Linked DNA regions of Mus musculus: all the other regions are linked to region 1. A link is a contact called in public HiCAR-type, HiChIP or PLAC-seq and Micro-C data. All regions are on one chromosome and are shown on one strand. Each heading gives the region's core, a stretch centred on a gene start, on an enhancer-like site or on the middle of the called end of the contact. The rest is flanking DNA. Distances are from core to core; before and after follow the strand shown.

Evidence for each region. Hi-C and Micro-C count contacts between places; a contact is called where the count stands out from the background. HiCAR-type assays count read pairs that join an accessible place to other places. HiChIP or PLAC-seq counts read pairs in DNA pulled down with a chosen protein or histone mark.
Region 2: a contact with region 1 is called in an H3K27ac HiChIP or PLAC-seq map of extraembryonic endoderm stem cells, with 8 times the contacts expected there. The contact joins the promoter of Fam110c here to the promoter of Cbll1 in region 1. A contact is called at or near these places in 1 of 39 promoter capture datasets (cranial neural crest), 6 of 115 datasets of contacts at active chromatin or transcription factors (cardiomyocytes, embryonic stem cells, extraembryonic endoderm stem cells and 2 more) and 1 of 9 other capture datasets (embryonic stem cells).
Region 3: an H3K4me3 HiChIP or PLAC-seq map of embryonic stem cells shows a contact between it and region 1, with 32 read pairs. The contact joins the enhancer-like site here to the promoter of Cbll1 in region 1. A contact is called at or near these places in 6 of 39 promoter capture datasets (HPC-7-derived erythroid cells, cranial neural crest, embryonic stem cells and 3 more), 3 of 15 datasets of contacts at CTCF or cohesin (the NIH/3T3 cell line and stem cell-derived epiblast-like cells), 24 of 484 Hi-C or Micro-C datasets (the AML12 cell line, the HPC-5 cell line, the N1E-115 cell line and 15 more), 34 of 115 datasets of contacts at active chromatin or transcription factors (the 230-238 cell line, the NIH/3T3 cell line, the SCID.adh cell line and 22 more) and 3 of 9 other capture datasets (adipose tissue, liver and pancreatic islet).
Region 4: a Micro-C map of embryonic stem cells shows a contact between it and region 1, with 2.4 times the contacts expected there. The contact joins the enhancer-like site here to the promoter of Cbll1 in region 1. A contact is called at or near these places in 5 of 39 promoter capture datasets (the 3T3-L1 cell line, 3T3-L1-derived adipocytes, cranial neural crest and 2 more), 2 of 484 Hi-C or Micro-C datasets (cerebral cortex and embryonic stem cells), 8 of 115 datasets of contacts at active chromatin or transcription factors (the NIH/3T3 cell line, the SCID.adh cell line, acute myeloid leukemia and 3 more) and 1 of 9 other capture datasets (embryonic stem cells).
Region 5: an H3K4me3 HiChIP or PLAC-seq map of embryonic stem cells shows a contact between it and region 1, with 17 read pairs. The contact joins the enhancer-like site here to the promoter of Cbll1 in region 1. A contact is called at or near these places in 14 of 39 promoter capture datasets (the 3T3-L1 cell line, the C10 cell line, the HPC-7 cell line and 10 more), 7 of 484 Hi-C or Micro-C datasets (the NIH/3T3 cell line, cortical neurons and embryonic stem cells), 5 of 115 datasets of contacts at active chromatin or transcription factors (astrocytes, embryonic stem cells and stem cell-derived neural progenitor cells) and 1 of 9 other capture datasets (embryonic stem cells).
Region 6: a contact with region 1 is called in a HiCAR-type map of embryonic stem cells, with 4 times the contacts expected there. The contact joins the enhancer-like site here to the promoter of Cbll1 in region 1. A contact is called at or near these places in 2 of 39 promoter capture datasets (stem cell-derived epiblast-like cells and trophoblast stem cells), 10 of 115 datasets of contacts at active chromatin or transcription factors (the SCID.adh cell line, acute myeloid leukemia, embryonic stem cells and 2 more) and 1 of 9 other capture datasets (adipose tissue).

The regions. Positions count from the first base shown.
Region 1 is chr12:31,497,870-31,501,110 of GRCm38.p6, forward strand. Cbll1 (Casitas B-lineage lymphoma-like 1) reads right to left here and starts at 1,747. Exons shown (of 6, transcript NM_001253847.1): 1 at 1,654-1,747. The coding sequence starts at 1,666. Gm40362 (a long non-coding RNA gene) reads left to right here and starts at 1,751. Exons shown (of 2, transcript XR_872643.3): 1 at 1,751-1,977.
Region 2 is chr12:31,072,176-31,075,416 of GRCm38.p6, forward strand. Fam110c (family with sequence similarity 110, member C) reads left to right here and starts at 1,793. Exons shown (of 2, transcript NM_027828.2): 1 at 1,793-3,147. The coding sequence starts at 1,866. The coding sequence ends at 3,131.
Region 3 is chr12:31,899,080-31,902,320 of GRCm38.p6, forward strand. Cog5 (component of oligomeric golgi complex 5) reads left to right here. Exons shown (of 23, transcript NM_001163126.1): 19 at 1,818-1,894. Among named protein-coding and RNA genes, the nearest start is that of Hbp1, 50 kb to the right of the region's middle. Within about 2 kb of position 1,517, at least 14 of the 459 cell types and tissues checked have an H3K27ac peak or open chromatin away from gene starts, as enhancers often do. A contact at or near this core is called in differentiating embryonic stem cells, embryonic stem cells and stem cell-derived epiblast-like cells, where this site is marked.
Region 4 is chr12:31,834,682-31,837,922 of GRCm38.p6, forward strand. It overlaps Cog5 (component of oligomeric golgi complex 5), which reads left to right. Exons shown (of 23, transcript NM_001163126.1): 13 at 2,514-2,675. Among named protein-coding and RNA genes, the nearest start is that of Hbp1, 110 kb to the right of the region's middle. Within about 2 kb of position 1,805, at least 17 of the 459 cell types and tissues checked have an H3K27ac peak or open chromatin away from gene starts, as enhancers often do. A contact at or near this core is called in embryonic stem cells, where this site is marked.
Region 5 is chr12:31,798,840-31,802,080 of GRCm38.p6, forward strand. It overlaps Cog5 (component of oligomeric golgi complex 5), which reads left to right. Exons shown (of 23, transcript NM_001163126.1): 9 at 3,144-3,241. Among named protein-coding and RNA genes, the nearest start is that of Gpr22, 87 kb to the left of the region's middle. Within about 2 kb of position 1,697, at least 4 of the 459 cell types and tissues checked have an H3K27ac peak or open chromatin away from gene starts, as enhancers often do. A contact at or near this core is called in embryonic stem cells, where this site is marked.
Region 6 is chr12:31,754,977-31,758,217 of GRCm38.p6, forward strand. All of the region lies in intron 6 of Cog5 (component of oligomeric golgi complex 5), which reads left to right. Among named protein-coding and RNA genes, the nearest start is that of Gpr22, 43 kb to the left of the region's middle. Within about 2 kb of position 1,610, at least 27 of the 459 cell types and tissues checked have an H3K27ac peak or open chromatin away from gene starts, as enhancers often do.

The DNA of each region.
Region 1 (3,241 bases), core at 497-2,996:
TGCAGTATCAAGACACTCTACTGGGAAACTCAGGTTTTTTTCATTTCTCTCACATACTTCCACAAACCAACCTATTAGCAGCTGCTGGATTCTCCACCAAAATATTTGTGGCAACTGCCTACTCTATGTCCTGCTCCCACTCCCCCTGCCTACTCTCTCTGTCCTGCTCCCATTCTCCCTACGGCGTTGCTGGGGACCCGTGCTAGCTGGTTAAGTTGCTCTACCACTGAGCTTCGATTCAACTAAACTGAGCCTCCCTCTGTGGCACTGCAACCACCCATAGATGATTTATACTTACTTCTGTTGTTCCTCTCCTACACCATTCTCCATAGAAGAGTCAAAATTGTTGCTTCATAGCCACTTAAACCCTTTATCATGATTTTCAAAGTCCTGAAAAAGGTAATTTGTGTTCTCCTTCTCAACTTAAAGCTAACTAGTCTACCGACATTTGGTCCTCTCTATACCTTCCTACCATTCCAAAAACACCTTTCCCTGGCACTCTGAAACTTCCTACTCCATGGGCATTCATTTCTCTCTCTTTTCTTTTCTTTTCTTTTTTTTTTTTTTTTGGTTTTTCGAGACAGGGTTTCTCTGTGTAGTCCTGGCTGTCCTGGAACTCACTCTGTAGACCAGGCTTGCCTCAAACTTAGAAATTCGCCTGCCTCTGCCTCCCAAGTGCTGAGATCAAAGGCGTGCGCCACCACTGCCCGGCAAGCACCTGTTTCTAAAAGTTCTCACCACAAATTGTAAACAGCTGTTAAAGAAGAAACCAATCTGCTTGTCTCCTTTGACAGAATGAAAACTCGAAGACAAGAACGTAGTCTTATTGTTTACCATTCCACCATTCTATCTCCAAGCCTACAAGTATCTGCATGCAATTATATAACTTAGTGTTTGAAGACTGGGCGCACTCAGTCAATTCCTAAAGAAAAAGCCTTTCCTCCTGCTTGGCGATAAAACTGTCTGAAGCACTCAAAGCCAAGTGCTAAAACTAAAACCAAGAAAACGAAGCCAGCAGAAATGAGGTTTGAAGCTACTCGTAATATGCGATGTCCCCAAAAGATGCGAAAGGACCACGGCCGAAGGACCGGGCATGCTTTGAGTTCCGGTAGAAAAGATGCTCCGCTTATAACTTCGAAAACTATATCCGACTCTCTTCTCTAACCACTAGTCCGCGAAAAGCCAACAAGACAATAACCACAGGCGGTGACCACTGCAGCAGCCGCCCGAAGCCGAGAGGCAGCAGGAAGTCTCCAACCCACTCTCGCCCAGAGTCCGGACGCTTCTCCAATTCCGAGAGTGGAAAACGCCCGCCTATTTCCCCAGCAAAAGTGCAAAGCAACCGGAATGAGAACAAAAACAAAAACAAAACTGGGACCCTCCCTTTCCAACAAGTCTGCGCGGAGGAGGGTCCCGAAACGAGCTCAGCGGCACCAAAGGAGCCGTGCTGCCGGTCTCCAGGATGGAGGCACCGCTCCGGAGGGTAGGCCGGGAAGCAGCAGACTCAGCCCGGGACCGGGTCTGAGCTTGCTTCCTCTCCGCCACGTCCCGGCGCAGTGGGGCGAGCATAGCCCCTTGTGCCTGCTGGGCGACCAGTCCCACACGAGCCACGGGGGCAAGAAACTAGGACCCCCGCTGCCTCCGCCTCCTTACCAGTGTGATCCATGATTCGGCTCGCGGGGCACAGTGGGAACGGAAGTCAGTCGCTCCGGAGTCGCAGTAAGCGCCTGCGCCCTACCTTCCGGAGCGCAGAGGCGGAAGTGCGCCCGAACTGCTCTCACGGGCTTCCCTCCCTAGCCGTAGCACCCGACTCCGGCGAAGGAGTCAGACATAGCCAGGACTGAGGCGGGAAGAGGGGGAACACGAGGGTTTTGGTGTCGAGGCTGCTAGTTCTCCCCAGAGGCAGCCCTCAGCTGTAGGAATGATACTTCTCGCAGTGAGAAAGCAATAGGAACCAAAGGGAAGCGCGGCAGGCAGGTAAGCCGCCGCCCGCCCCCCTGCGGCGCGAGGCCTTCTGGGATTTGTAGTCCGCCCAGAGCGCAGTCTCAGCCGTTGGGCTGGTCCCACCCCAGCGGGCGGAGTAACGGTTTGGAATGCCCCCCGGATCCGCCGCCGGGTGTAGAGAAGTGTAAACACGCACGCTCCGTGGGTGCCCGAGGGAAGCTGTGTTAGGCGTCCGGGAGGGAGGCAAGGTCCTCATTGTCTAATTGTGCTTTGTCCTGAGGAACCCCAACGCCCACTCGACACGCGCGTTTGCCCTGGCTCCCACCGTAGTTTCTCAACTGAATCGCGTGTTACAATGCTAACTAGCCCATGGCTCTAGAGAACACCACCAGGCTCCTGGAATCCCTGCTAAAGCTGGAGGGAGCACCAGGAGGTCCCCGTTCAACGAAAATACAAAGCAGTTGTGTGCAAAGGGGGTGAAGGAGGGAAGATAGGGACCGATGGAGTCGGAGGGAGAGCGTTAGAGCTTGACTAGAAGGAAGAGATGAGAAAGGGCAGGCCCCGACTGAAGAAAAGAGAGTTACCACAACAGGCGGTACCTAGTTCCAGTTCTTGGTCCCTGGGGTCTGTGGTTGCCGCTTTCATCTTGCTCAGCCAAAACAAAGAAGAGTGTCAACGGCGACTGCTGAAGACCTTCAGAGCACCCCCCACCTCGATTTGGCTCATAATAGGTCTTCTGCCTTCCCCAGCCCTTCACACTTGAAGCTCTCGTATGAGTAGAAAGGAACACAATTAGTGGAAAACATCAGCCTAGGAGTCAAGGGATTTGGGCTCTATGCTTGTCCCTTGGTGACGACATCGTTACCTTGGGTTGTTCACGCTTTCAGTGCCAGAGTTCCTAGATCAATAAAACATTATTATGTTGGCCTTTCTTAAAAATATTTTCACAGTACTCAATTCTGAATCAAGTATGTGTAGCAATGTGTTGTGTGCGTTGCACAGTAACAACGGTGACTAACACTGCAGTGATCCTAGTGTAAGTATACCATGTTATTTAGTGATTGTCTTAATTGTGGTCTTTTCCAAGACTCCCACTCATTGCGGCTTTACAAACAAGGTTGTAGGTACACTCAAATAAGGACATTTCTAAGTCGATATCCTTTTGGTTTTGTTGTTGTTAAAAATGTAAGTTTCTGTACTACGGGGTGTTTTTCATAATTTTTCAGTTGCTGGAATTAGTCGGGTGGGGTTGGGTACTGGTATGTCTCTCAATCTAGGGCTGATGCGCTGGGCTATT
Region 2 (3,241 bases), core at 543-3,042, 430 kb before region 1:
CTTCTCAGTAATGGAAACCCTAACTAAGACACCATCTCACTAACTGGAAAGCCAGCAGATGAACACAGTGAGCAGTACTTTACACGATCAATAGTTTGTGTTTCAGCTTCTTCAGGAAGCTGAGCACAGACCTAGCCTCTACCCCTCTATCTGCTATATCATAGTTCTCAGACCTTCTGAATCAGAATGGACACTGGAAACATGGAAACAGGATTAACAGATGACAAAACAAAGACCCAAGAAGAAAGGTTGGCTACCTTTCCAAAAATAAGTGATTAGTGATGGTGATGCCAAGTTCAGACATAAGAAGGGCATAGGTGCTTACAGTCCCTTCATAGCTGCCTTTGCCAGGAGTCACAACAAGGATTCCCTCAAGTGGGAGGGCTGCTTCCTCTGACATAGATGCCAGACGTGGTGTGTAGGCCTTCTTGACTCCATGGGAGAAAGTAACCCATTCTAGGTACTCATTCTCTGGGTCTTCTGTCTTATATTCTCTTTATTTCTCTCTGACCCTCATAAGTTATTGAGTACCGACCCAATTTCCAACAAGGAAAAAAAAAAGGTATCTCATTTCCTCATTTCCAACCAGACTATGTGGACAGTCTGACTTTCTGACTTTCGGCTGACTTGGGTCCCCACGTGGTTCTCCCGTGGCTCACTAAACACACTTGCTATGCGCCTCTCTTTTTAGGAAGGCTTCTCTACCCCTCCTGTGGTACAATGGCACTCAAAGCTCTTTTCCAGAAAGAATTGGACTAAACCCTGCAACTGTATGTCCAGAGCATTTAACTGCAGCTTGGACTGGTCAGCACGACCCAAGACCCAAGACCGCCCCCACAAAGGAGATAACGTGAGCATTTCACTTGTCTGGCAGATACTTTCAGTCTTCTGTCCAACTCTATGATCGATGGAATTTTGGAAATATCTTCTTAAGCTTTCTACAATCTTGGGCTGATTTCCCTTGTTGGCAAGCCCTAGGTTTTCTAATCACCAGGGTTGATTCTTACAGGTGTTAGGGTTTTTCTTAATAATAATAACAACAACAATATGGTAATGAGACTTGTGGCACCAGCCAATGACTTGTGGATTTAAGTCGGGTCTCAGGTGGTTCTTGGGTTCTGTCAGCCCACACTAATCTTGACATGGTAAATGTTTTCTTTCGTACCCTATTTCCTCCAAATCGTACAAAAAAAACTACAGAAATAAAACGGAAAATTTCCAAATGTAATGAGGTCACTTTAAGAATTAAAAGGACATATTGTTTGTGTGTATGTGTAAAGGTGGATGCGGGGGGGCTGGGCGGAGCGCTTCTTTCTGACCCTTATCTCTGGACTCTTGAGCCCCCAGTAAAGAAAGACCTCAAAGACTCTGAAAGCTAGAAGGAAGCCTGAGATGCCTGGCGCTGAGCAAGCAGGCTTGGTCCCTCGCAGCCTCACCTTGTGAAACTTCCCCACCTTCCAGAAGAGGGAGTGTGGGGTCGGGGGACGGTAAGACAGAGGAGAAGATTTGCGAGTATTGGCTGGAGACAAGGGATGTTTGGATGTAGTAAGTAGGAAACAAGAGATAGGGCACCTGACAGGAGGCTGGGGGTGGGGTTGTGGGTTCGTGCCCGGGAAACCAAAAGGTAAGGGGCGGGGACAGCAGGTGTAGGAGGTTCAAGTCCTGGGTGGGAGGAGCCAGCTGGCGCCGGAATGATTCACCTTTCCCAGCCACTCTGGCTCGCCCCAACTCCGGATCTGGGCGGAGGGGCCGTAGGGCGTGTTTCCCCACCCCTTGCGGACTTCGGAACGGACTCGGGCAGGGTGGCGCCGGAACTTAAGTAGTCTCTACTGGACACCAGCCTGGTGGGTTCGAGTCCTGCAAGAATGCGCGCCCTGCCGACCCTGGACTCGCTTGCTAGAATGCGGCCACCTCTCGGGGACCCCAGGGCAGCGGAGGACACTCTCACCCCGCGGCCAGCGAACAAGAGCGCTGTGGAGAGACTGGCAGCGGACCGCGCCAAGTATGTTCGCAGCACGCTGGGATCTAGCCGGGGTCCTGTATCTGAACACAGGGTCCCTGAGGCCCCAGGGGTGCAGCACCGCAACCCGATCCCTTCGGCTCTTGCCCCAGCTCCTGTAGCACGCAGGGCTATCGCTCGAAAGCCTCTGAGACCTGATTCGTTGGTCATCTATCGGCAGAAATGTGAATTCGTACGAGGGTCAGATGCAGACTGTTCCAGAGTGGGACTGATGAAGAAGTTTTTCCAGGGGTCTGGCAAGGACAAAATGGCAGTGGCCCCTGAGACGACCAGGGTGGCGGATGAGGATAAGACGACGAAGGAAACAGAGGCCACTTGGACTAAGTCGAGCCAGGCAGCAGCCGCCAGACCAGCCTCTATGTTACCACCTCCAACCCCTGTTGTAGCCGTGAAGTCCCCAGCTGAGAAGACCAGGGTGGCGAATGAAGATAAGACGACGAAGGAAACAGAGGCCACTTGGACTAAGTCGAGCCAGGCAGCAGCCGCCAGACCAGCCTCTATGTTACCACCTCCAACCCCTGTTGTAGCCGTGAAGTCCCCAGCTGAGAAGACCAGGGTGGCGAATGAAGATAAGACGACGAAGGAAACAGAGGCCACTTGGACTAAGTCGAGCCAGGCAGCAGCCACCAGACCAGCCTCTATGTTACCACCTCCAACCCCTGTAGTAGCTGTGAAGTCCCCAGCCTTGCCTTTTGAAGTGGCTCCCAGGGTTCCTGTCGGATGCTCCGGTGTGCAGCTGCGGGTGTCGCGTAGCAAAGGATTGCAGCGCTCTCAGTCAGATCTCAGCTCCCGCTACTCGATAGCCAAGGCTGAGTCCGACACCTTCTTCAAGTATTGTGGCCTGGACCCTGACGTAGTGGAGGCTCTCGGGAGGGAGAACTTTTCTGCTGGATCCGACTGTGTTACACTCAAAGTGCGTAGCGTGAGCATGGCTGCTTCTGATAGTAGCTTTTCCAGGCACAGCGAGGACGGGTTGCAAGAAGAGGAACTCCTGGAGCAGGTGCCTAGCACCACCTCGGTAGTAGAAAGGAACGCCCGTATCATAAAGTGGCTGTTTACCTGCAAGAAGGCCAAAGAAACCCCCAGCCAGAAATTACAGGGACCTGCCTGATTGACATCTGATCCAGGTGAGTGCCAGGAAGCTGGAAGGTGGGGTTTGTGTTTATGCGTGCTGCTGGCTAAGCTGGGTGCTGGCCAATCGCAGCTCATGGTTAATGTATA
Region 3 (3,241 bases), core at 267-2,766, 400 kb after region 1:
TGAAACCAACATTTGCTAATTTCTTGCATGGGGACAGATTATATTAATTATAATTAATAATATATTAATTATATTAATAGTTTAAATAAGAAAAAATTAAATACTGATAATTTTAGAACTTTTAAAGACCTATTTTGTTTTCGTTTTATGTGTTTGAGCATTTGCCTTCATGTATATATATGCTCCATCTGCGTGTCTGCGGAAGGAACACAGAAGGGGTCACCAGATCCCTGGCAGTGGAGTTACAAGCAGTTGTGAGCCACCATGTGGGTGCTGAGAACTAAACCCTGCTCCTCTTCAAGAGTCCTTAACCCCTGAGCCATGTGTCAGCACCAGCTTAGCACTGAGTACTTCTGTGTCATGCAAGCAGAGTCTATACATGTAGCTTCTGTAATTATACCAAGCACGTATTATCATCTCCACCTGACTTACGACTGAGCTAAGACTAGGTCACCTTATAGTGACTATAGTTTAGAATTCTGCCACTTACATGGCACTGAAATCTTGAGAGCTAAACTTTATAGTCACTTGGACCATACTGACTGGTAAGAATCGTCATTGGTTCTACTGACTTTGGAGACTTGCAGTGCCTATATAGAATACAGAGCATAGTCTAGAAAGCTTTTTTTCTCGATATTTCAACTAAGACAGTGTCTTAGATAGGGTTTCACTGCTGTGAACAGACACCATGACCAAGGTAAGTCTTATAAAGGACAACATATATTTGGAGCTAGCTTACAGGTTCAGAGGTTCAGTCATTATCTTCACTGTGGGAAGCATGGCAGCATCCAGGCAGGCATGGTGCAGGCGGAGCTGAGAGTTCTACAACTTCATCTGAAGGCGGCTAGTGGAAGACTGGCATCTAGGCAGCTAGGATGAGAGTCTTAAAGCACACACCCACAGTGACACATCTACTCCAAGGCCACACCTACTCCAACAAGATCACAGGTTTTATTTATTTATTTTTTTTTATTTTTTTTTATAAAGAATTTAGACTGACCAATTCAGAGTCTGCCATTTATTTATTTATTTATTTATTTATTTATTTATTTATTTATTTTTTCGAGACAGGGTTTCTCTGTGTAGCCCTGGCTGTCCTGGAACTCACTTTGTAGACCAGGCTGGCCTCGAACTCAGAAATCCGCCTGCCTCTGCCTCCCAAGTGCTGGGATTAAAGGTGTGCGCCACCACGCCCGGCGATCACAGGTTTTAATAGTGCCACTCCCTGGGCCAACCATATTCAAACCATCACAGACAGAATTTGAACTACTTCTCTTACTTAGCAACATCAAAATATCTCATCTTGGGCCTCTTTAGTAAGAAATGTAAACGTCATTAAAGTCTTTACCTTTTAATAAACGTAAGTGGCTTCCTGAACTTGTTTCATAGCAGTTAACATTAAGTTTATAAAGATCACAACTTCTCTGGATTGAGGTAAAGTCATGGCTAATCTGTGAGTTGATTGGCTTGCAAATGTCCTAGGAGCTCAGTAAAGCACAGGAGGGTTTCTAGAGAGGGTTTCCTGAGGGAGGAGCCTGCCCTGAGCTAGGTCCAGCCATCCTCAGCTGGGCTGGAGCTGAGAGGGAAGGAAGCATGCCAGCAGCACCGGCATTCTCTGTTTGCTGGCCACCACCTGATGAGCTGTTCTGCCCCTCCGTGCCTTCATGATGGACTGAACCTCAGAAGCTATGAGCCCAGATAACTCACTCTTCTCTTCATTGTTCATTTCAGGAAAAACTGACAAATACAGATCATGTGACAGGTCCAGCCTTCAGAGTCAGACATATAAAGCTATGGACTGTCTTTTCATGTTTTAGATGGAGTTGGCTGTGGGCCCCCTTTGCAGGCGAGTGTCGGATCTGGGAAAGTCCTATCGGATGCTGAGGTCATTTAGGTGAGACCTTACTCTTTATTATTGTAAGCGAATCATCTTACTAGCAGGTCAGTCCTTTCCTCCTATTTGGGTTAAGCTTTACAACATTGTCAACATTCATTTTATATTCTAACAATTCCACTATGAGATGGATCATCTTAGAAGTTATTGTTTAAATCAGAGAACCATCTAGCATTATATACGGTAGCTAATACCATAGTGGAAATGTATGTTTTTCTCTGTTGAATTTTAATTCACAGGTTGAGCTGATGTGTGCTTTCTAACTTCCTATTCTTGCAGAAGCATATTAAGCAGAAACACTAGGAAATGCATTCTAATACAGGCATGGGTTTTTTTTTTCTGAAAATTTTATTCATGTACATTTTTGTTCTTTTCTGGTTTTGTTTTTTTCGGGGGTGGCGGGGTGGGTGGCAAGGTTTCTCTGTGTAACAGAGCCCTGGCTGTCCTAGAATTCACTTTGTAGATCAGGCTAGCCTATAACTCAGGATCTCTGTCTACCTCCCTCTGCCTCCAGAGTGCTGGGATTAAAAGTATGCACCACTAGGCCCAGCTGTTCATGTACATTTTCAATTCAATCTAGTTTGAAAAGTATAGAATATAATATAAACATACACAGCTATTGACTAAAACAGCTCAGTGGTGAGATTGGGGAATGGGTGAGGGAGCTCAGGCAGATGCAGCTGACCACCAGGTCTTGGGTTGAGCTTCCTGCAGACCAGCTCAAAAGGAGGGATAGTGAGCTAGTTCATATGCATAATCTAAAATATATCAACTTAATGAAGTTGATCTTTCCACTATGAAACACTTGGTTCTGAAAACATCACACAGCTTAATGACTTCAGTAGTAGATGCTAAAATATAAGGTCACCGGTGGTGCTCATATGGCTATTTATTCTGTAGATTTCCAGATTTTTCACATAATAACCCATAGAAAATATTCACACTAAAAATGTGGCCAACCCTATAGGCTGGAAAGATCTTAATAGTAAACATGTATAACAATGCTGTGAGTCCAGCATGCTGCATGGAAGGCTTTTACACACACTGACCAAATGTGTTTCTGAAAACTGGCTCAGTCTTGAAAACTAGGCAGTAGTATGCCCTCCCGATGAAGGCTGTGCTCTCTCACATCATCAAGCCATTGTCATAGCCGTGTAGGGAGCCAGGATTGTTGACAGGGACCATGTGTGCGCCTTACCTTGCCCATTTCTAGTCAACAGAATTACTTTTTCAGTACCAGTGGCACAGCCTGAATTTTGCTTTTTTTGCAGTGGAGAATCACTGCATGTCCACAATTGCAAGAAAATGTCAGCCGGGTGTGGTGGTGTACGCCTTTAATCCCAGCAC
Region 4 (3,241 bases), core at 555-3,054, 340 kb after region 1:
CTGCAGAAATATAATAATGCATTAACTTTTAAGGTGTTGCTATAAAATATGATATTCAGAAATATGATGTGTTTCTGGCTTAGCTTATTTTTTCAGTCCACGTGCACGCACTAGGAACGAACTAGAAATAGCACAGAACCAGTGAGAAGAAGATAGAATTCTGATTTTGTGCTTTTTGCTTTTTGCTAGTCGAGGCATCTGTATAGTCAATGCTTTTGCCATTGTGGCACCTGAGAGAAGCAACGGAAAGCAGGACAGACTTGGTTTTGGCTTATGGCTTTCCAGGTTTCTTTCCAGTTTGGTTGTTGTTTGCTGTGTTGTGTTGTGTTTTGTTTCTGACAAAGTAAAAACATCATGGAGGAGTACGGTGGAGGGAAATAGTTCACCTCACAGCCGCCCAGGAGCAGAGGATAGCATGTTGCTCCTGGGGGCTTGCTCCCAGTGATCTACTTCTTCCCCTTGGCACCACTGCCAACTTTCTACCCTTTTCTCAGTAATACCATTTGTATGATTAGACCATCAAGGATTTCGTCCATTTGTTAAGTTTAGGGAGCTTCCCCAAACCCATTACTAGCAGCTCAGCTCCCAATGTCTGTAGGGGACATCTCCTATTCTAATAGTAATGGTTTGGTACTGCCATGATGATAAATTAGAATTCGAAATGTAGAAAGAGCTGCATTGTCTGTGTTAATTTGATTTTAAAAAGGAACATAATGAACATTTAATACAGGAGGAGTAGTCATTCACAAATGGTACTCAAACAATAGTCATATGCAAAAAGATGAAATTGGACCTTTTTTTGTGACAGTGTATAGAAAAATGAACTAGAAGTGAATCATAGATCTAAATGTACAATGTAGGGGTTAAACAGATGGCCTAGCAATTGGGAGCTATTGCAGTGCATTGCAGAATTTCCATGTTCAGGAAATACTTGGTAGACTGCAGACACTTAGTGATACTTGAGGGAAGAGAGGGGAGCTAGGAAAGAGTGGCACATTCAGAAGTCACCAGGCACCTCTGTACTTGAACTTCACCTGACTCGCTCTTCACTAGACGTAAACTCCCCTCGGCTCTTATCAAAGTGCCCGCTGCCTATTCCCAGGAAATCTGTGTGGGGACCAGTACTTACTGAGGGAGAAAGCGTCAAGCCATGACTAGAATTGTGCTTCAGGAGCCAAGAGCAGTTTGACCTGTAAGTTTGTAACAGGTTGACAGGAAGGTAGAGAGAGGAGAGACTGTTGCCTATACCCAGAGAGCAGGTCAGATGTTGTCAAGGTTGACCTGTAAGATGGAGGGAAGTCGTCGTAGAAATTACTTAAACCCGACCCAGTGTTTCTAACCCTTCCTAAGACCATTCAGTTCCTGGATAAAAGACACACACAACCTTTATATTTACAACAAGCCTTAAACAGCACAAGGGCCGGTCAGACTACCCTCTTTGCTATTAAAATCTACTTTCCTATCGATAATCTTGAGTTATTATTTACTATGTTTCATCTGGGCTGCTCTTAACTCCAGTTGGCCAGCCTTTGGGGCAACATTTTTTTATGTCTCAACTAGCCCATGGTGGCTTCTTTCCTCCTCCACCTCCTCCTGGCTCCTCCAGCCTTGAGCCCTGAAAACCTAAGCCCCACCTCTGTCTTTTCTGCCCAGCTGTTTGCTATTGTCAGCTTGTTTTGTTTTTTTTTTTAAACCAATCAGAAATAAAATAAATTAGGGGCAGGGTCACCTGGGTCTCCTTGCAGACTCCGGGTCTTGGGGGCCCTTACTTAGCATTACAATAGATAGCAAGACCAAACCTCAACAGGAGGTTTATTCTCTAAGGAAAAAGAAGGGAGTGGAAAGGTTGCTGAAGGGATTGTAAGCAGGAGCTAGGAAGAGACAGGCAGTTAATCCTAGGAGTAAAACACTTCTTAGTAGTGCTGAAAGGCCTTTACTAGTAACTAAAAGAACAGTATAAGATCTAGTCATTGCCTGCTAAATAGGAGCCTGCAGAGATGGTTAGCATCAGCGAATGGCAAAGAAGAGTTTAGTAAAGCAATTCCACTTGAGGACATGTATGCTGTTACAGGACTGTCACAAATACTTCTTTCTTTTGTCTTCATTCTTGCAGTGTTCCAAGACTGGAAATCCAAGGAAGGTACCTCCGTACCCTAGCCCTCAGTTTGTAGGCTTTATGGAGCATGGTAGCTATGAGTTACAAGGTTGAGCTAGTGTGGGAGGAATCTGCTGACTGCATCTTGGGTATGCTTTGATCGTCTATAAACAGGCTAGAAATAAAAGGCTCTTGCAATATTCTTTTAGTTTCAGGGGACTGCCAATACACTACATACTACACTAGATAGCTAAGTTTTGCATTTAAAATGCTCATGTGATCTTTAGTAGGTGTTCAGTTATGAAGCATGCTTGTAAATGTGCTTATAACTTTTTAAAAGAAATTCTTGTTACAACTACAGTTTATAGCTATTAGTTACCTTTTTAATTTTTTGTTTTGTTTTGTTTTGTTCTCACAGTCCAGAAAAGGCTTTGAAAGATTCACTGCAACCATATGAGGCTGCTTATCTCTCAAAATCCCTATCACGCCTCTTCGATCCCATCAACTTGGTTTTTCCTCCGGGAGGACGTAATCCTCCTTCCTCTGATGAGCTCGATGGAATCACTAAGACTATAACAAGGTACGCCTTGCTGATGGAATGGCCTCCTAGGCTGCCTGCCTGCCAGGTTTCCTAGTGGCAGTGCATTTTAAATTTACCTCAAACCAGTCTAGTGATTAGGGTTCAATTAAGTTTTGGAGTAAGTGCTCATAATGCTTGAGATTCTAATTAATAAAGCCACTTAGACACACATAGTGTATAGATATACATAGTATATATATATATAGTGTAGAAGTCATCTCTCATATTTGTTATGTATCTTAGCAAGATGGAACTATCCCTAGGCCTTTTACTCCTCTAACTTCTTAGTATTCCATGGGGAAACAAATTATAATAATCATACAAACTGTAAAAACTGAGACATACCTAGAGGTTTTAACCCAGAAATCACTTTATGGCAGGAACAGGCCTAATACTTCTGATTCTCCTGCTATGTTTAGCAATTTAGGCTTTCAAGTGAATGTGACAGCTTTTATCTCAAAAGGGAAGGCGTTTGACAGAGACCCTTCTGACAGAAACAGACAAGTGCAGCTATGCTGTTGGCTTCTGAAGATCACAGGTCAGACCTCACACTCTGTCGTAGTTGG
Region 5 (3,241 bases), core at 447-2,946, 300 kb after region 1:
CAAAAAAACTCAAAAAAAAAAAAAACAAACAAAACAAAAACCAAAAACCACAAACCCCATTTCACTCAGTAGAAACAATTTGCCTTATTGAACATGAGCAAAAGTTTCCAGATGTTCCAGGATATGGTTGATCACAAAAGTGTAGCTGATTAGAAGTTGGTAGAAGTGACCTATACCTATTCCATTGTTTGAAACATGGTGTACAGGGACCTGCGGCAGGTGGGAGTACAGGGCGCTAAGGGTTGTGTATGTAGCTCAGGCTAGACAGAGTCACTGGATACTCAGCTTCTTTGTACTCACCTGCCCCAGTTATGTAAAACATCATGGTGGCAGGAGTATGTGGTGGAGATGAGTACTCACCTTGTGGCAGCCAGGAAGCAAAAGAGAGAAAAGGAGAACAGAAAAATATGTCCTGCAAAGGCATGTTCCATAGCGATGCACTTTTAATTAGACCTACTTTGTTAAGTTTACACTCATTTCTAGTAGTGCTACCAGCGGGGGCCTTAAGCTTTCAGGACATGACCCTTTGAGGGGCAATCAGATTATAACAACCCCCTTCTGTTCCCCAAAGGTCACACCCATCACACACAGCAAAGTGTCTAAGTGTTCTCATAGTCATAACAGTTCAGTGTTTCCTTCAAGTCCAATTTGGAAGTCTCTTCTGAGTCTCAAGACTAACTCCTTTGAACTTCAGTAAAGGTTAAAAAATTTTTTAAGTTTTCAACATAATACAGCAGAGCAAAGCAGGACATGCACTTAATAATTTAACTGCCTTATTATTTGAAAAGGAGAGAGGACGCCCAAGACTGGTACTGCTGCTGGCCTATGTATTAGTAGGGTGTGAGCTCCACAAGAGTTGCACCGCCCCACTCTGCTTTCATGGCCTCTCTTTGCCTTGTGGTGGCTTTTATTTTATTTTTAATTATGCTTTATTTCTTTCTGTGTGTATGTGAGTACATGAATGCCATGCTACCTGCATGGAAGTGATTCTCTGTGAGGCTTAGGACTTAAACTTAGTTTGCCATGCTTGGCTGCAAGCATCTTTACCTTCTGAGTCATTTTGCCGCCCCCTTTTCCTTTTAAAATGCATGTTTCTCCTTATTTATTCATGGCTTATTTTTTGATCAGTTGTAAAATCCGTTGTTACTAGTATTATTTTAGATGGCCTGACTTTTTTCCCCAACTTGTTTTGAGGAAACTTATAACAAAGAGATGGAGAACAACTGGTTTGGGAAAGGAGGGGCCATAAAGCCAACTGTCCTTTAGGAATGAGCTTCATTAAGCAAGAAAGCCTCAAGACTGAATGAAAAGCCAATGGCCACCTGTGAAGGATGGGGAAGATTTCTATTGTAGACACAGGGAAAGCAGCTGAGGGAACAGTCCAGGCTGAACAGGGCCATGGCCGGCAGACTAACTCAGCCCATGAGAGGATAGAGGGAGGGAGGGAGGGAGGGAGGGAGGGAGGGAGGGAGGGAGGGAGGGAGAGAGCAAGAGAAGAGACAACCACCAACCTAGACATGGTCTGAGCCCAGAGGCCAAGAGACCAGAGTAGCCAAAATGGCTGAGTTACATAGGGGTCAGGCTGGGGTGGGGTGGGGGGTGGGGGGATGGAAACCCAACCCCTGGGAGGAAGAGTTTTGGGGTAGGGGTGGGATGAGAAGTGCTGGGATGGCTGGTAGGCCTCTGCTTTGGTATGTTAATAGCCACCTCAGCCATTTGTCCTGTGACTCTGAGACTAACAAGCACCTTGTGAGCTAGGATCCAATCTTGAAATGGGAGTGAAATCAGGACCATTATGAGGACACTAGGAAAGTTAGCTTAAAGAAAACCGAGTGGGGGGCTGGTGAGATGGCTCAGTGGGTAAGAGCACCCGACTGTTCTTCCAAAGGTCTAGAGTTCAAATCCCAGCAACCACATGGTGGCTCACAACCATCTGTAACAAGATCTGACGCCCTCTTCTGGAGTGTCTGAAGACAGCTACAGTGTACTTACATATAATAAATAAATAAATCTAAAAAAAAAAAAAAAAAAAAAAAAGAAAACCGAGTGGGAGAGGCAGTTTACTTGGAAAGCGTGGAAGGGCACTAGGTTTCAGAGGAATCCCCTGAACACAGTGGGAAATTTTGACTTTTTGATCTTTCAGGGAATTAATTGTAGGAAGTTACATATTACATCATTTTCTTCTGCATGGTGTACATGACAGGAGCCAAGTACTGGGTAGGACCATAAGCTGTTTCAGCTATAGAGTTGCTCCAAAACATAGCTCATCATAGCTTCTTAGCTCTGACCCAGAGAGCAGGAGAGCTACAGGCCTGTGTGCTACAGACCGCCACAGGCCTTTGAAGTGACAGCACCTCCATGTGAGTGGCAGGCTTGTGGTCTAGCACCAGCCCCACTCCAGTCAAGTCCATAGGGTTTTGTTTTTGTTTGTTTGTTTGTTTGTTTGTTTTGCTTTTTGCTGTTGTGGCTTTGATAAATAATTTGGCACAGTAGATAGTGGTTTTGCATATTTTCATATTCTAGTTGTGAAATCTGTTTTTTAACAGTGAGCTCTGGTTTGATTGGTTGAGTTTAGGAGGAATGCTGTAGAAATAACAACTTGGATGCTATAAGCAAAGCTCTGTTGCTGCTTTTGCAGATGTATCTAGACTAGCTGCAAGGCTGCTACGCCAGACTCCGTGTGTGGCAAACCTGTTGTGTTCATAATTTCCTTGCAGTTGTTTGCCCATAGCATGTCTGTACACTACCAAAGTAAGTGTTCTGTGACTTAAAATTATTTGAGCTGTTTGCAGCATGTTGTTAATTTGATACCCAGATAATTTTATTGAGTATATTAACTGAATTCAGTTTGGGGGCTTGTCCTTGTTATTCTTGTAAAATTAATTTTGAATATGTAAAACATTTTATCCTCTTTCCATTTTAAGGAAACTATCTTCATTTTATTTTGTGATCATAGTCCCACATGATTATGTGATATTTACTTTTCTTACTACAAACATAGATTGTTTTTATGTTGTACATAAGAAGCTATTTAAGAGAGAAGGGGTTTCTTGGTTTTTGTCTTTTCTGTGCTTTTAGAACAATGCACATGCTGTTATAACTGGGAACTTTCTTTTTCTCCCATATGTCTTACGCTTAACCAGGAGGCCCTGGGCGAGCCGCCATGCCAACTCCAGGAAGCACAGCAGGTTTTCGGGCTTCCCTCTGGACCAATATGGAAAAACTTATGGATCACATCTGT
Region 6 (3,241 bases), core at 360-2,859, 260 kb after region 1:
TCTCCAGCATCCCATTTCTCCTAAATTTCATTAGAAGGCCAAGAGGTAGCAACTAACACCCTATTTTAAAATAATATTTTGCTTTGGTGTATTTTTTAAATCTTTGTTCATATCAATGATGTATGTATATGGAGGGTCACAGGATAACCTTGGTTGTTGGCCCTTACTTTCCAACTTGTTTGAGACAGTATCTTTTTTTTTTTTTTTTTTTAAAGAAAATTCCTTTACAATCTAGTTGAGCTGTGAATTTCTGGGGATCCGGCTGTCTCTGTTTCCTGTCTCCCTGTGAAAGAGTGTTGGGGTTACAGATGTGTGCTCCTGGCTTCAGCTTTACGTACAAGGTCTGAAGGATTTGAATTCAGGTCCCCGTGCCTGTGTAGGTGCTTCACCCTCTGAGTTATCTCCCCAGCACCGATGCAGTTTTTAGAGTTAGGAAGTATACTTCATATATCTCAATAGCCATCAAGCCATCTTATGAACATAGGTGATTTATTCTTTACCTTAGAGTCTCAGAAAGGGTAATGAGTTTCCTATGGTCATGTAGTCAACTGGTATCACAGTCCAGATATTCTAATTCCTAGTTCAGTATGATAGGTTGGGTTGGTTTTTTGTTTGTTTGTTTGTTTGTTTGTTTGTTTTAGGCTACTTAGGTAATTTGTCAAAGTGTAAGTTGTTTGATAATTTATATCAAATAGCTTAAAATGCTTCTTTGAATGGGTTTTGCTTTGGTACATCCTCTGTGAAACAAACAATTTCATCTTTGTAACTTTTTGACAGAAGCAATTCTAGATCCTTAACATTTTATGTATGAAAATGGAGACATAGTTCAGTGGTGAAATGCATGCTGAGTCTTTAGGTTCAGTCTTCAACTAAAACCACCATCAAAAGTAAATATGTGTAGCTGTAAATAAACAACAAAATAACACACAGGTATTGGTTGGTTTTGTGTGTTAAATTGACACAAACAAGAGTCATCAGAGAGGAAGAAGCCTCAATTAGGAAATGCCTGTGTGAGATCCAGCTTCAATCAGTGGGGGATGGCCCAGCTCATTGTGGGTGGTGCCATCCCTGGGCTGGTAGTTCTGTAAGAAAGCAGACTAAGTAAGCCATGAGAAGCAAACCAGTAAATAGCACCCCTCCATAGCCTCTGCATCAGCTCATGCTTTCAGGTTCTTGTACTGTTTGAGTTCCTGTCTGACTTCCTTTGATGATAAACAGCAAGGAGGAAGTGTAAGCTGAATAAAACCCTTTCCTCCCCAGCTTGGTTTTTTTTTTTTTTTTTTAATTTTTGTCATGGTGTTTTGCTGCAGCAATAGAAATCCTGACTAGACAGGTATGGGTTTTTTGTTTGTTTTGTTTGTTTTGTTTTTTAAAAGAGGTTCACTGTAGAAGAGAAATACATATATTGTATGTATTTCAGATCATCTGAAGATTGCTTGTGCTTTTTCTGAGGCATGCATTTGAATGATGCTCTTTGAAAAGTAAATGTGTGGGAGGAAGCGACTTTTGTTGATTGGTGACTATAGCCAGCTGCCCAGTCTCTGTGTCAGTTTTTATTCCTCTGCTTTTTTCTCACATAAACACCCAGGGGAGGCTCTGTGCTATTTTGGTGCTGGTTGAGAGTGTTGGGGATTCAGTCATACCCGTGCAAATCCCCCTATTCTCTTCTCAGTGCTTGCCTCTGTATCATGGTGTTATGTAATTTCTTTTTTATTTTCTTTTTTAAACTAGTTCTGAGACCTCAGAACATTTCTTGATGAGCTTGGTATTTATAAAGGCTTTATCTTGTTGGCAGTTAATACCCTTTGCATTGCACCTTCCTTTGGAAGATAGACTCCCCTTCTACAGTGTGAGGGACTCGGAGGATGCCAGCTGGGCCTGCACACCTTCCTCTAGGTGTGCTGCTCTTATCTACGTCTTGGCTGAATGGATTCAGCCTTTGGTTTTTGAACATTTGAAATTAAGTTCTAATAACTTGAGTGTACTTATCTAATAAAGTTATAATACTTAAAGGAAAAGTATTAAAATGCCAAAACACTTTTTTATGTTTTTGAATGTGTAACATTTAAAACTGCCTACCAAATTTATGAATGTCTTACTAGAAACACATTATGTTATCCATCTGTTTCTTTTGAGATGCTCACGTGTCAAATAATATATTGTTAACTTGTGCAGACTCTCAACCAATCCTTGATGTATGTATTCTTTGAAATCTTTATTTAAGGCCCTATAAGGAATGTTTTATTTTTAAGCAAATGTTTTGTCCATAGTACTGTTTTTAAATGGCGATATTATGCTTTTATGTATTTGTTATGTTGATGGTGTAGGCTTTCAGTTTTGTTCTCAATAATGCTACAGGAGCATTTCTGTACGTGTTCACTAATATACTCACACACAAGCACATGTTAAATATATCCAAATGCAATATTTTGGCCATAAAGATACTTGTTTGGAACATTTTTATGATAACTCCAAATTGCTTTTACTTTAAAATGTTCACATATGTATTTGCAAATATGCATGTACATTTCACTTGTACATGGTGCATATGTATGTAAATTTCATAATTAACATTGTAATAAATACTTTATACCCAGTTATATTCACTTTTTCCTTTTTAATATTATTTACCAACAGTTACAAAATCACTGATTGAAAGTATAGGGTTTTTTTAGTCCACTTACCTTACCTTTATATTTTTTTCTTGAATTCTACTTCAGATTGAAAGCTAAAGAATACAAAGAAATTAGGGAACCAGTGAGAAAACACAAGCAGCAATCCTTGAAACCTGACAATGGTGGAAGAAGGCAGAATTCATTTCTTAGTACCTTAAAATATTTAGCAAACTGGATATTATTTAAAATAAAGCCTTTATGTTCATTATTACTATTTATGCTCTTAATATGTGTGTCTGGGCTTTGGTTGGATTTTTTTTTGTAATTTATTAATCTTCACAATTTAAATAAAGGTAGATTCCCAGTAATAGCACTCATTTCATCAAATTTCCCTTCTAAGGAGATGCTAAAAATACATTAAACTCAAGTAGATCAACTTAATCTTGTATATTATGCCAGTGGAGGAAATTCAGCATGTACTGGTGTAAATTCTGTTTCATTTAGTACTGCCTAGTAGTCAGAGTGTTAGCAGTGCTGCCTATTTCTGTTATATCTAGAAGTAGCCCCCTGTGACCGTGCTGTATCAGCTCAAAGACTCCATCCTCAAGTCAGAGAATCTGCTCCCG